Linked DNA regions of Mus musculus: region 1 is linked to region 2. Evidence: chromatin contacts called from public Micro-C data. All regions are on one chromosome and are shown on one strand. Each heading gives the region's core, a stretch centred on a gene start, on an enhancer-like site or on the middle of the called end of the contact. The rest is flanking DNA. Distances are from core to core; before and after follow the strand shown.

Evidence for each region. A called contact is a pair of places that touch in the nucleus more often than the background predicts.
Region 1: a contact with region 2 is called in a Micro-C map of embryonic stem cells, with 4 times the contacts expected there. The contact joins the promoter of Nfyc here to the promoter of Scmh1 in region 2. A contact is called at or near these places in 6 of 39 promoter capture datasets (the C10 cell line, cranial neural crest, frontonasal cranial neural crest and 3 more), 3 of 484 Hi-C or Micro-C datasets (embryonic stem cells, granulocyte-monocyte progenitors and pre-B cells) and 1 of 115 datasets of contacts at active chromatin or transcription factors (bone marrow-derived macrophages).

Annotation. Positions count from the first base shown.
Region 1 is chr4:120,824,462-120,827,163 of GRCm38.p6, reverse strand. Nfyc (nuclear transcription factor-Y gamma) reads left to right here and starts at 1,423. Exons shown (of 10, transcript NM_008692.4): 1 at 1,423-1,634.
Region 2 is chr4:120,403,930-120,406,629 of GRCm38.p6, reverse strand. It overlaps Scmh1 (sex comb on midleg homolog 1), which reads right to left and starts at 1,282. Exons shown (of 18, transcript NM_001379185.1): 1 at 1,174-1,282.

The DNA.
Region 1 (2,702 bases), core at 174-2,673, 420 kb before region 2:
TCTTTTCTTTTCTTTTCTTTTTTCTTTTCTTTTCGTGTGTGTGTGTGTGTGTGTGTGTGTGTGTGTGTGTGTGTGCTGGGCATGGTAGTTTATGTCTGTAATCCCAGGACCCCGAGGCTAAGTAAGGAAGATTTAGCTGAGTTTAAGGTCAGTGTGGACTACATAATGAGCACCGGACAACCAGTTATAGACAGGCCTTGTGAAATACTACACTTCCCCATCCCCACCCCCACCTCCCCAAAATGGTTGGCTTCCATATTCAGCCTAAAGTGCCAAGATTAGAGGCATGTATTACCACACCAAGCCATACATATTGTGTTAATGTATTTGCATGGAATGCATTCGCCCATAGAAGGCAACATCTAGATGTCTTCAGTGGAAACTTCACCCTATTTTTTGACACAGGATTTCCCTGCGTAATTCTGGAAGTCCTGGAACTCGACAAGGCTGGCGTTGAACTCACAGACCCTCTTGCTTCCGTCTTCCCAGGTGCTGGAATTTCAGTTCTACCGCGCTGGCCCCAACCTATTTGTATAGACTGGGCCTCCCACTGAACCAGGAGCTTGCTTATTTAGCTAGGCTGGCAGGTTTCTTTTCAAGCCTTTCAGGTATGGGAGACTACTGTGCTAGTGGCTTATGGAGTGTTGGGGGGGCTAATGCAGGTCTTAATGCTTGTAGGAAGCACTTTACTGAGCCACCTCCCAACTCTTTAATTTTTTATGCCAATTTTTAAAAAAAATATTTATTATTTTATGTAAGTACACTGTAGCTGTCTTCTGACACACCAGAGGGCATCAGATGTCATTACGGATGGTTGTAAGCCACCATGTGGTTGCTGGGATTTGAACTCAGGACCTTCAGAAGAGCAGTCAGTGCTCTTAACCACTGAGCCATCTCTCCAGCCCTTTTTATGCCAATTTTAACGTTTTAAAATGTCACCTTTTTGGTTGTTTGGAAATTTTATTTCTTCACTTACTGGTGTGTGTGTGTGTGTGTGTGTGTGTGTGTGTGTGTGTGTGTGTGTGCGCGCGCGCGTCGCACATTAATGATCAGAGTTCAGCTTTCAGGACTCTGTTCTTCTGGTCCATCCTGGGTTCCAAGAATCGAATTCAGGTCGTCCGGTTTGCTGAGCCCCAGGCGGCTTTTTAAATTTTCCATGCCCGCGAAGTTCTTCTCTCCCTACCATTCATTTCCTTGAAGAACAAAACACGGAAAACTATTTCCTAAAACCCAGAAGCGAGCGCATCCTAGCTGAGAGCTTCAAGGATATAGAACGTCCTCGGAGGTCACCGAGAAACGCCTCCCGCGCCCCTGGGAAGGGGCGGGGCCCCAAAAGTCTCCGCTCTCACTATCCCGCTTGGCCAGGCAAGACAATTCTCGCGAGACTTCAGGCACCTCAGCCGCTGCGCACTACGCGTTGCTGGGAGTCGAGGCGCGGAGTGGGGGGAGGGGCAGGGGAGACGGTACAAACGGCGCGGCCGCCATCTTGTTTGCGCCCCCGCTCCGCACGCGCTCCGGTTTTTCGTGACGCACGCTTCCCCCTCCCCTCCGCCGCGCCCGGGCCTCTGCATTGCCCGACGGCGCAGCAGCGCGGGGGCGGCTGCTTTCTTCGCTGGACGCCGGAGTAGAGGCCTGTGAGTGTATGAAAGCTTGGGTGAGGAGGGGAGAGAGAGAGGGGGCGGCCGGCAGTGAGGGCGGTGCTTCCCGCCAATGGCGGAGAGCTCCCTTCCCTCTGCGGCCGCCGCTGCACTTCGGTCGGCTCTGCCGCCGCCATGTTATGTGTTCGCCGGGCCCGCCGCTGTCGTCGCGGCTGCGCTCGCGGGGTCCGTGCGCCTGGGCCCGCGGGCTTTCTCCCATTGGCGGAAGGCGACGGCGGGGGGGCTCGCTCGTGATTGGTCGGCGGCGGGGAGGCCGCGGACCTGGCACCTTATTGGTCACGCCGGCTCCGGCCTGGGGGGTGATGAAGGAATTGGCGGCTGTCGGGATGCTAGCTGCTCAGGCTCTGGCGGCAGGGCGACGGTCCCTCTAATGCCAGCGTGGCGGGGAGTCTCCGGGACGGAGCCGGAGGCCCAGAGGAGAAAGAGAGTGGTAGCCTGGCGTGTGGCCTGCAACGGGGAGGGGTCACTACTAATACCAGAGGCACGGTCAACTACAAGATGGGGTGTGCAAGCCCCTGCTTTGTAAACACGGAACAGAAGTGTCTTCGAGACCTAGGGGTGCTAGACTTGGAAATTGATCCAGCTTGGGAATGACCCTGAGTAGAAGTCTGAGTGCATGGTATGGAAGTAGTGGGAGTGAGGACCAGAAGGACAGAATCGGATTAGGGAGCCTGCTGTAAGAATTTGGGTTTTGAAACCCGGAGGATTAGTGTAGAACTCCAGACTCCATTCTGGGTTCTGAAATGGAGAGTGGGAAACAGGTAAACAGCCGGATCCCACTGGACAGGTGTATCAACTTTTAGAGGCTGAATGCCATTTTAACATTACATTAAGTAGAATCAGAAAGTCAGCTGTAGAATGTATTTGCATAATTGGGAAGTTGGGGGTTACAGGATTTGGGATCATGCTAGTTTTGAGATGTTATATATGAAATTTTCACTGGTCTAAGAAGAATATAGGATCAGAGCTTTGTGCTTGCTAGACAAACATTCTACCAACTGAGTTACCCCACTTCCCCCTTAAAATTGATCTCTCTTAACTTTC
Region 2 (2,700 bases), core at 33-2,532:
AAACAGGATGATCTCTTTTAGCTTGGGGGAACACATGCTACTACTATACAGCTTTTCCCTCTCCCCTCCCTACCCCCACCCGCTAAGTTCAACGCAGTACGAAAATGAGGAAGGGAGAGTACTTTTTATTTAAGGTCAGTCCTTTAGGGTCAAAGCTCTTCCCTTAGAAATGATTGAGCTTGGTCTCTCTGCTCACAAGAAGCTCTTCTGTGGGGGCAATATGGGCAAACCAGTGCTCATCAAAGGAGCGGATCAAAGACCAGAGTAAAGAAAAAGACTAAAGGAATTGGGAGTTAGCCAAAATAAGACTCAGGGGACACGATTACTATCTTCACTCTTAACAGCTGCCCAAGAGGAAACGAAGCAGAAAGACGAGAGACAGCCGTTCCTTTCTACCTATAACCAAATCCATCCAGGACCAGACTGGACGGCCTTACTTTAGAAAGGTTATTAGGACTAGGACGGAGAGCCGTCCTAAAAGGTTCGCCAAATTATTAGGGTATTATTTGGAATTTTTAAAGATAACTTCCTTCCCGAATAGGATAAGAGTAGGGGGAGCCTGGATGACTCTCAGATCTCTTCGCTTTGGGGTATGTTTTGGGGTTCACCTATCTACTAGGGAACTCCTTCCCCTGCTGTGCTCTAAGGTTGTCCGCCGTTCCCTGTCTCAGGTTCGAAACCTTCTGTAGCCGCCGGGTGTTTGCCCGGCTCCAGGCAGGTGACACAAGTGAGTCTCCCCCACCCCGCCCCCAGCCCCGGGACCCCTGAAGAAAGCTCCAAGCCCACTGTGTTCACGACCCCCGGTGCTCCGCTGCTGGGACCCAGGCGAATCTCTCTGGCGACGCGTCCCAGCAGCCCGAAAGAGCCCCCGCACTGGGCCCGAGCCAGGCTTCCCGGTTCCGCCCCAAGCCCTGCTCCCCGCTCGGAAGGGGCCCTGTGCGGGGACTCGCGCGCCGCGCCCCCGACCGACCCCGACGCGTCAGGCCGCCGCCGGACACTGGGCCCGAGCAGATGCGGCGCAGGCCGCCGGGGTTCTGGCCGGGTTGACACGGCCGCCGGAGGGCCGCGGACACAGACACCAGGGTCACCGGGCGGGGACTCGCTCCAGCCCGTGGCCGTAAGGCGGGCCTTGAGGGGCCCGGACCGGGCCGGGGGTGGCAGTGAGGCGCTTACCTGAGGGCGACAGCGGCGCGGGGCGCGGGCGGCTCACTCCCATCCAGCCGCCATGTTTCCGCTGCGCAGGGAGCGAGCGAGGACGCCGGCAGGGGCGGGCGACGGCTCTGGAGAGCGGCTCGGCTGAGGCGGCGGCGGGAGGCGGGGGGCTCCACCGAGGCGGCGGCGGCGGCGGCGGCGGCGGCCGAGGGGCGGGGGGCGGGGGCGAGAGCTGCCCAGCCCCGCCCGCCAGAGACTCCTGCCGCGAGGTGGCGCGCGCCGCGGCCGTTGGGTTCTCTCGCGCGCGCGCGCGGGGCGGCGGGAAGGGGCGACCCCTCGCGCCTTCCCCCCGCCTCGCGACCGCCAGCCCTAAAAAAAAAAAAAAAAAAAAAAAAAAAAAAAAAAAAGCCGCGACCCACTGGATTGCTCGCGTCTCCCAGACAAGTGAATGACGTCCTCTGAGGTCCCAGGTTCGAATCCCGTCGGCCCTCAGCCCCCACCCAGCTGGTGGCCGGCTGTGGAGTAATCTTAAAAGAGTTCCTTCGCACCTTTAGTCTTTCCAATGCGCAGGCGGGAGGAAAACTACTATGAGGAGAAAACCAGTGCGCCCCAAAAGGTGCAACAAGACTAACAAAAGCAGGCCTTCACTTTTGCCCCGTAGTAGGCTTTGAATGTTAGCGTGCTAGGTACTACAGTGGCTAGGGTCCTTCCAATGATGCTACCCCACCCCACACACAATTGTGTCTCAAGAACGTTATGTTTTAGCCCGCGGAAACTGAAGTTCATGGGGGTGGGGGGGAGAGCTACGTCTCCAAGATCACACAATTTTACTGGCTGTGCTCTTGCCTGGAGGTCAGGTGTTAAGGGAAATGCTGGTTGATTTTTATCAGCCTGAAACAAATCTACTCTTATCTCAGAAGGTGGAATCTCAGTTGCATAACAGTCTCCATCAGAATGGCCTATAGGCAAAGTCTGGGTGGGCATTTTCTTGTCTAATGATTGATGTGGGAGGTGCTACCCCTGGGCAGAGGTGGTCCTAGGTGGTATAAAGAGAGGCCAATAAAGGATGTTGCTCCATAGCCTAGCTTCATTTCCTGTCTCCCTGTTGCTGTTCTCACCTCCCTCAGAGATGAACAATGTTGTGGAAGTGTAAGCCAAATAAACCATTTCCTCTCCCAGGTTGCTTTTGGTAGGGGTCTTTATCACAGCTATGGAACTCACACCAGAACCAGAGAGTTCCGGGAAAGCAGCCCTTACTTAGCCCGAAGCTCATTCAATCTGGTTCCTAGAGGAAGCTGCAAAGAAAGGCTTCTCAGGATGAGGAGAGACTGAGAGCAAAGGTGTGGCAGGGATGGCTATCAAGAGTCTGAGAGGCTCTGGGAATCTGGTGGTGATGCTGTTAATGTTAGAGAATGAAGGGAAGCCAAAGCACGGCAGATCCTTGCACATCTACACTAGAACTTCAATTTTTTTTCCTCTCTCTCTTCTATTGGATATTTTCCTTATTACATTTCAAACGTTATCCCCTTTCCAGGTCTCCCCTCCAAA